Linked DNA regions of Mus musculus: region 2 is linked to region 1. A link is a contact called in public Hi-C data. All regions are on one chromosome and are shown on one strand. Each heading gives the region's core, a stretch centred on a gene start, on an enhancer-like site or on the middle of the called end of the contact. The rest is flanking DNA. Distances are from core to core; before and after follow the strand shown. Region 1 has its middle 18 kb from the start of Gm52536. Region 2 has its middle 70 kb from the start of 9430093N23Rik.

What was found. A called contact is a pair of places that touch in the nucleus more often than the background predicts.
Region 2: a contact with region 1 is called in a Hi-C map of the N1E-115 cell line, with 11 times the contacts expected there. The contact joins two enhancer-like sites. A contact is called at or near these places in 2 of 39 promoter capture datasets (the HPC-7 cell line and second pharyngeal arch cranial neural crest), 3 of 484 Hi-C or Micro-C datasets (the N1E-115 cell line, embryonic stem cells and uterus), 2 of 115 datasets of contacts at active chromatin or transcription factors (the SCID.adh cell line and embryonic stem cells) and 1 of 9 other capture datasets (embryonic stem cells).

The regions. Positions count from the first base shown.
Region 1 is chr2:169,060,268-169,063,106 of GRCm38.p6, reverse strand. No RefSeq gene overlaps it. Among named protein-coding and RNA genes, the nearest start is that of Gm52536, 18 kb to the left of the region's middle. Within about 2 kb of position 1,381, at least 14 of the 459 cell types and tissues checked have an H3K27ac peak or open chromatin away from gene starts, as enhancers often do. A contact at or near this core is called in the N1E-115 cell line, where this site is marked.
Region 2 is chr2:169,163,225-169,166,063 of GRCm38.p6, reverse strand. No RefSeq gene overlaps it. Among named protein-coding and RNA genes, the nearest start is that of 9430093N23Rik, 70 kb to the left of the region's middle. Within about 2 kb of position 1,428, at least 1 of the 459 cell types and tissues checked has an H3K27ac peak or open chromatin away from gene starts, as enhancers often do. A contact at or near this core is called in the N1E-115 cell line, where this site is marked.

The sequences.
Region 1 (2,839 bases), core at 132-2,631:
GCTGGCGTGTGGTAACAGAGTTCTTCTCCATCAAGCCAGGGATTCTTCTCGTCCCTAGGTGCCACAAGCCCTTCTCTCCTGAATAAAAATAACGTCTCCTAGGAGCATGACTGTCCCCGACTGAGTGCCAAGGGTCACAAATCTCACCTTCCCGGCTTCCCTGCTGGGGTGTGACATCATGGGTTTTCTGCAGCCTGTGAGGTACCAGCCCAGGAGGCATGTAGTGCTTGAATCCCTGGCCATCAGTGCATGGATGTATTTGTAACCTCATTTGCTCTGTTTCTGTTGGGGAAAATCTTTCTGTCTGTCATTGCCAGACACCAGCGATCAAGACCTAACGGACCCAGCACCATCTTTCTGGAACGTTCTACCTCTCTCCCCAGTGGCAGCATCGGCTGCTCTCCCTGACCTTCGCGGCTACCCAGTGATGATCCCTCATCTTAGAACATCCACATTGGCCCACCAATCCTCACTGCCCTCCAGAGAGCCTCTGGCCTCACCTTCAGCAGAAAGTCACACAGCAGCCTACACGGAGACTCTGCCCTGCAGGTCTAAAGCCAACAATTGATTTGCTGAATTTTTGTATAAAAAGAGAAAGCAAAGAGGGTCTTTGCCCCAGACCCTCACTTCACTGCCTCACACCCAGTCAAACGCAAGCTGAAACACTGACATGATGGTGATTTTGCCAGTCCCAGGTCCATCTGGCAAAGAGATCTATTGATGAGATTCTACGGAGTCACAGTAGGCCATATTTCAACTGTACAAATGTCACCTCTGGGCTTTGCTTATGAAATCAAAAAAAAAAATCTTACTTTTTTGGCATGTCGGTTAAAGAAAAAAAAAGGACTGAAAACGTAATTCACTGATTCTTCATGTATGCTTGCCTTAGGTTATTATCATCGAGAACTTTCCAGAACATTTTGCACTAATAATGACATCCCCCACCAGCAGCCCCTGCAAGAGACGAATGAAGGCTCTTTTAAAAACTTTAGCTATTGCTGTCTTGTTAAACACATTCCTGGTACCTCGGGACCAGCCCCCCACGCAGATGAGAACCTCCACAGAGATAAGACAGGCTCTCCCAACAGCAGCAGGGAAAGTGCCCCTAGGTCCCCCGTTCCGTGGGTAGCACAGGTGAAAATCAAAAGCAGTACGTTGGAAAGCAAGCGCTTAGAGACGTGCGCTGTCTAGGAGATCGTGCGGGTAATCAGGACTTTCCAATCATTGCTTCCATGATGACAAGCAACAGCAAGAAAATGCAGGATGTTGATGCCTAATGGGTTTGCCCTTTGCCAGACAAATCCTTTTACCCACCGCGGGAAAGGCAGGATTTGTACGGGCTCCTGGAGAGAGCGCACACTGCCCTCTTGTGGTGACATGTGCTCATGATTTTATAGACTCCGGGAAACGGTAGAACATTACCACCAAAAGTAGATCAACCCCTGAGACAGATGGGAGTTGACAGCTTCCCGCCCTCTTGACCAGGAAACAAGCTGTTTGTTCCTTTGCTCAATAGCTGGGAGAACTCTGCCAAGACGGAAAAAGTCAGTGTAATTCTTCAAATGTTTGAACTCCATCAAACGGACTAAGAAGTGCACAGGAACTGCAGGCAGAACGGGTGAGTTGCAGTCTAACAGGAACTTCCCTCAGATCTTGAGCTGCCAATAAGGTATAAGAAATGGTCAGGTTTGGGACCAGCGAGATGGCTCAGAGGGCAAAGGGTGCTTGCCACCAAGCCTGATGGCCTAGGTTCTACCCCTGGAGCCCAGATGAAGAAAAGAACCCATGCCTGCAATTTGTCCTCTGACCTCCATAGCACCCTGTGGCCTGTGTGTTTGTGCATATTTGCGCATCACACACACACACACATACACATGTGCACACACACACATACACACAGGCACAGGCACACACACAGGTACATGCACACACATGCACACACACATACATACACAGGCACATGCACACACACATATACACTCACATGTGCATACACATACACACGCACACACAAGCATGCACACAATAAATAAATAAAATTTTTAAAAAACTTTGATATTCAAAATTAACAAGCCCCCCCACACACACACACACACACAAAAGAAGATGGACACTGAGGAGGGAAGAGGGAGGGGCAGAGTTAGGGATCGAGGGAAGAAATTTGGCTGGAACCCCTGCATTTAACTGGAGGTACAACTGATTTTTACCTCCTAAAAAGGATGCATTTACTATTTTCAACTGTCTTCATCTACCCTGTTACAGGCACATCCTAATTTTTGCTAATTCCCCACAGCCAAGAAAGGGAAACTATTCACTTGGCCCCGGCTCTGGGAACTGTTTCTAAGCCGGTGCTGTGGATCTGCGGAAATGCAAATGTCATTTCTAAATTTAGCGTGAGAAAGCCAGAGAATCAGCATTTCTGTTGATGGAACACCTTCTCGGGAAGTAGCACGTGCGGAAGCAAGCAGGCAACGCTTTTCTCTGACACTTGGAACAGTCCAGCGTCTCCCTGGCCAGCCCTGCCTCCGGGAGGGGCTCCCAGAGGATGCGTACCTGCGCAGACCTGAGGCAAGTCTCCTCTCCTTCCTTCCTCGAACAGCACCAGATTGTGACCCTAAGCAAGGCACTTCCTGGGCCTCACCCTCCTCTCCTCCAAAAGAAACAGAAAAACTTCACATCCTAGAGACACCTACATCCTCCGAATGAATCCAGAGGATGGAGACCATTATTTTCTTCATTGGTACAGCCTCTGCTAAGTTGCTGTGTGTCTGTCAGCAACCCCTCTCCCAGCCTGCAAGTTAGCAAGCCAAATCAAGTCATTAGGAGACACACATACACA
Region 2 (2,839 bases), core at 179-2,678, 100 kb before region 1:
GACCAATTGAAGATCAATCAGAAATTACAATAAGCATGGTGGTAATTACAACAAAAACTAATGGGAAGAATGATTCTCACAAAAGTTTACCAGACACCCAGGCTCACACACACACCTATAAAATGATACAATGGGGGGAAATCCATAAGAAGCTGCTTGCTTTGCTTTTTTCATTGATGCGGTTACGACATGAGAACATAATATTCAGTATTTCTTTGTCTAATCTTGGCTCCTGCTTGCTGTTTGAGTACTGTTGGCTTCTTAAAGATTACTTTTGCTCATGTATGTGTGTGTGGTGGTATATGGTCAAGAATGCGGGTGCCTACAGAAGCCCGAAGGAAGTGTCAGATCCCCTGGAGCTGGTGTTACAGGCAGTGGAGACACCCAGTGTTGATGCGGAGAATCGAACCCTAGTCCTCCGCAAGAGTAGCAAGCTCTCCTAACCGTAGAGCCATCCCAACAGCCCCCATTTGCGTATTTTCGCTTTTCAAATGGCACAAAAACAGCATGTCCCCTCAGCACGCCACGCTATTGGGCAAAGCATTTAAACTTTTGTGCCTGTGGAATTATTTTTTTAAGCCTTTTAGAAAAAGCTACTCATTAAAATGTAAGGCAGAGAAGCATCCAAGTTTTTTAACTTGAATGTTGAATTTGAAAAAAAAAATTACACAAAGCTTTTGGATTGAACATCGTGCTTTTAGCCTCTGACAACATGGCAAGCTTGCAGCGTTTCCTGGAAGGTTCTCCAAGGCTCCGAAACACCTGAAGGTTCCTCGCATGCTGAATGAGTTGGCAGGGAGGATGCTGGGGAAGGGAAAACACCAGAAGGGGGAAAGAAAGAGAGAGGGTATCTGCTAGATTAACCTACCAAAGATCAGATCCATTAGCGGGGACTTTATCGAGTCTAAAGCAGAGAATGCTTCGCCAGGATAATTAGCAATACTGGCTTTTAAAAGGGAAAGTCGGGAACTAAAGAGCAGGCTGCTGTTGAAATTAAAGATGGTATCTGAGCCATTTACAGCAATTTACGTCATAGCCACCGATACCATAAACACAGAGGTCAGGCGTCCATTCCTGGCTGTCTACGATGGGTCAGCTGTGAAAAGCCATGGAAAGCAGACTGCGCTGGGCGCAGATTGATGGGCGCCACGGTGACTGTGCTTTCAGAAATGTGGGTACATTTTCCATAGTCACTTGTGGCAGGGCAGCTGTGGCTCTAAAATGACAGCTTTCAGATTCCAGAAGAAGCCATGAATTCTACTCTTCATGTAGATATCCAAATACCCTGGCTTCTAAGCCCTGGCATATAGAATAAACTGGCAAGTCTCAATATATGTGCGCATGTGTGTGCAAGTACACGTGCTCCCACAGTGAACATCGTGATCCTGTGTGCATGCACGTGTGTACACACATGTGCAGACCAAAAGACCACGTCACATGTTCTTCCTTGTGAGGTGTCTTTCTTCTTTTTGTAACAGGATTTCTCACTGGCTCAGAGCAAGTGGACCAGATGCTGGCTGGCAAGCAAGCCCTCGGGATGGTCCTGCCTCTGCCTTCCCAGTGTGGGCATTGTGAAGATAGGCCTGACTTTGTTATGTGGGTCCAGGGGCTTGAACTCTGGTCCTCAAGCTTGTTGGACAAGCATGACACAAAATAAGTCATCATTCCAGCCCTGGAGTTAATTTTTAAACTACGAAAATTTTTAACTACTGTGTCACGCAAACAAAGCATAGCTGTAGGCAAGAATGACCCATATCTTACCTGATCCCACTTCTTGAATACCGCGAAGGGGGAGATGCCCTGGCATTCTCTGCGGGGCATAGAATTTAATAGCCTTGGCCTTGGGAGAGTCGTGAGGTTAAAGAACAGCCCTCAGGGCAAGAGAAAGGTTAGGAACCGTTCAGCTATACCCTCCATGCTCCCGAGGGCCAGACACTAATGTCTCCCTTCTCCCCTCCTCAGCCTCCACCTGACACCAGAGGGAAGCAGCTTGCAGTGTGCTGGCTTTCCATGTGGGGACTTGGGTTCGTAAACTCGAAGAGAATTCTTTTTTAATCTCCAGAGTTATCTTTGGCAAAAGAAATAAAGGTATCCCCTCTAGCTAGCTCTTGTCCCAGTTTCAAGTAGACAGATTCTTTTTTTTTTTCCCCACCAAAGAACAACCTAGTAAAGGAGGGCTAAGGGAAGGTGCTTGTCCTGCCTCAACCATGTTAAGTAAAACAAGAATCAGAGAATCAAAACGTGCCTCTGATAAACCCCAATCTTCCAGCCTCCCTTCCGGCTCCTTGACCTGGCAGATGTCGGGAGAAATCTGCCCGTCTGATAATTTTATCTGACTAGCATGAGGATTTTGTCTTGTTTTTAATTGACCCTTTGAAAGCATTGCACATACACACACACACACACACACACACACACACACACATGTTGGCTAAAACACCCCAGCATTCCCACCTGTCCCAGGGCCAGCAGAGCTCACGCGTGTGTTCCTCCTCTGTTCCGCCTCAGAAGGCATCTGTGTTGCTGCCGTGGCTGTCTTTGTGTCTCTGTGTTTCTCTATCCTACTTTTACTCCACTTTATGCAAAAGGAAACCAATCTCCAGATAAAATCCCCAGCAGTGGAAATGTGTCTAACTACAAAACTAGACCTACTCTGTGCAGCAGTGGAAATGTATCTAGATAGATAGATAGATAGATAGATAGACCATAGATACACAGATACAGACATAGATACAAGATACAAAGATATATAAATACACAGAAACATAAATACATAGAAAGATTGATACATACATACATAGAAAGATATATATAGATAGATAGATAGATACAAAGAAAG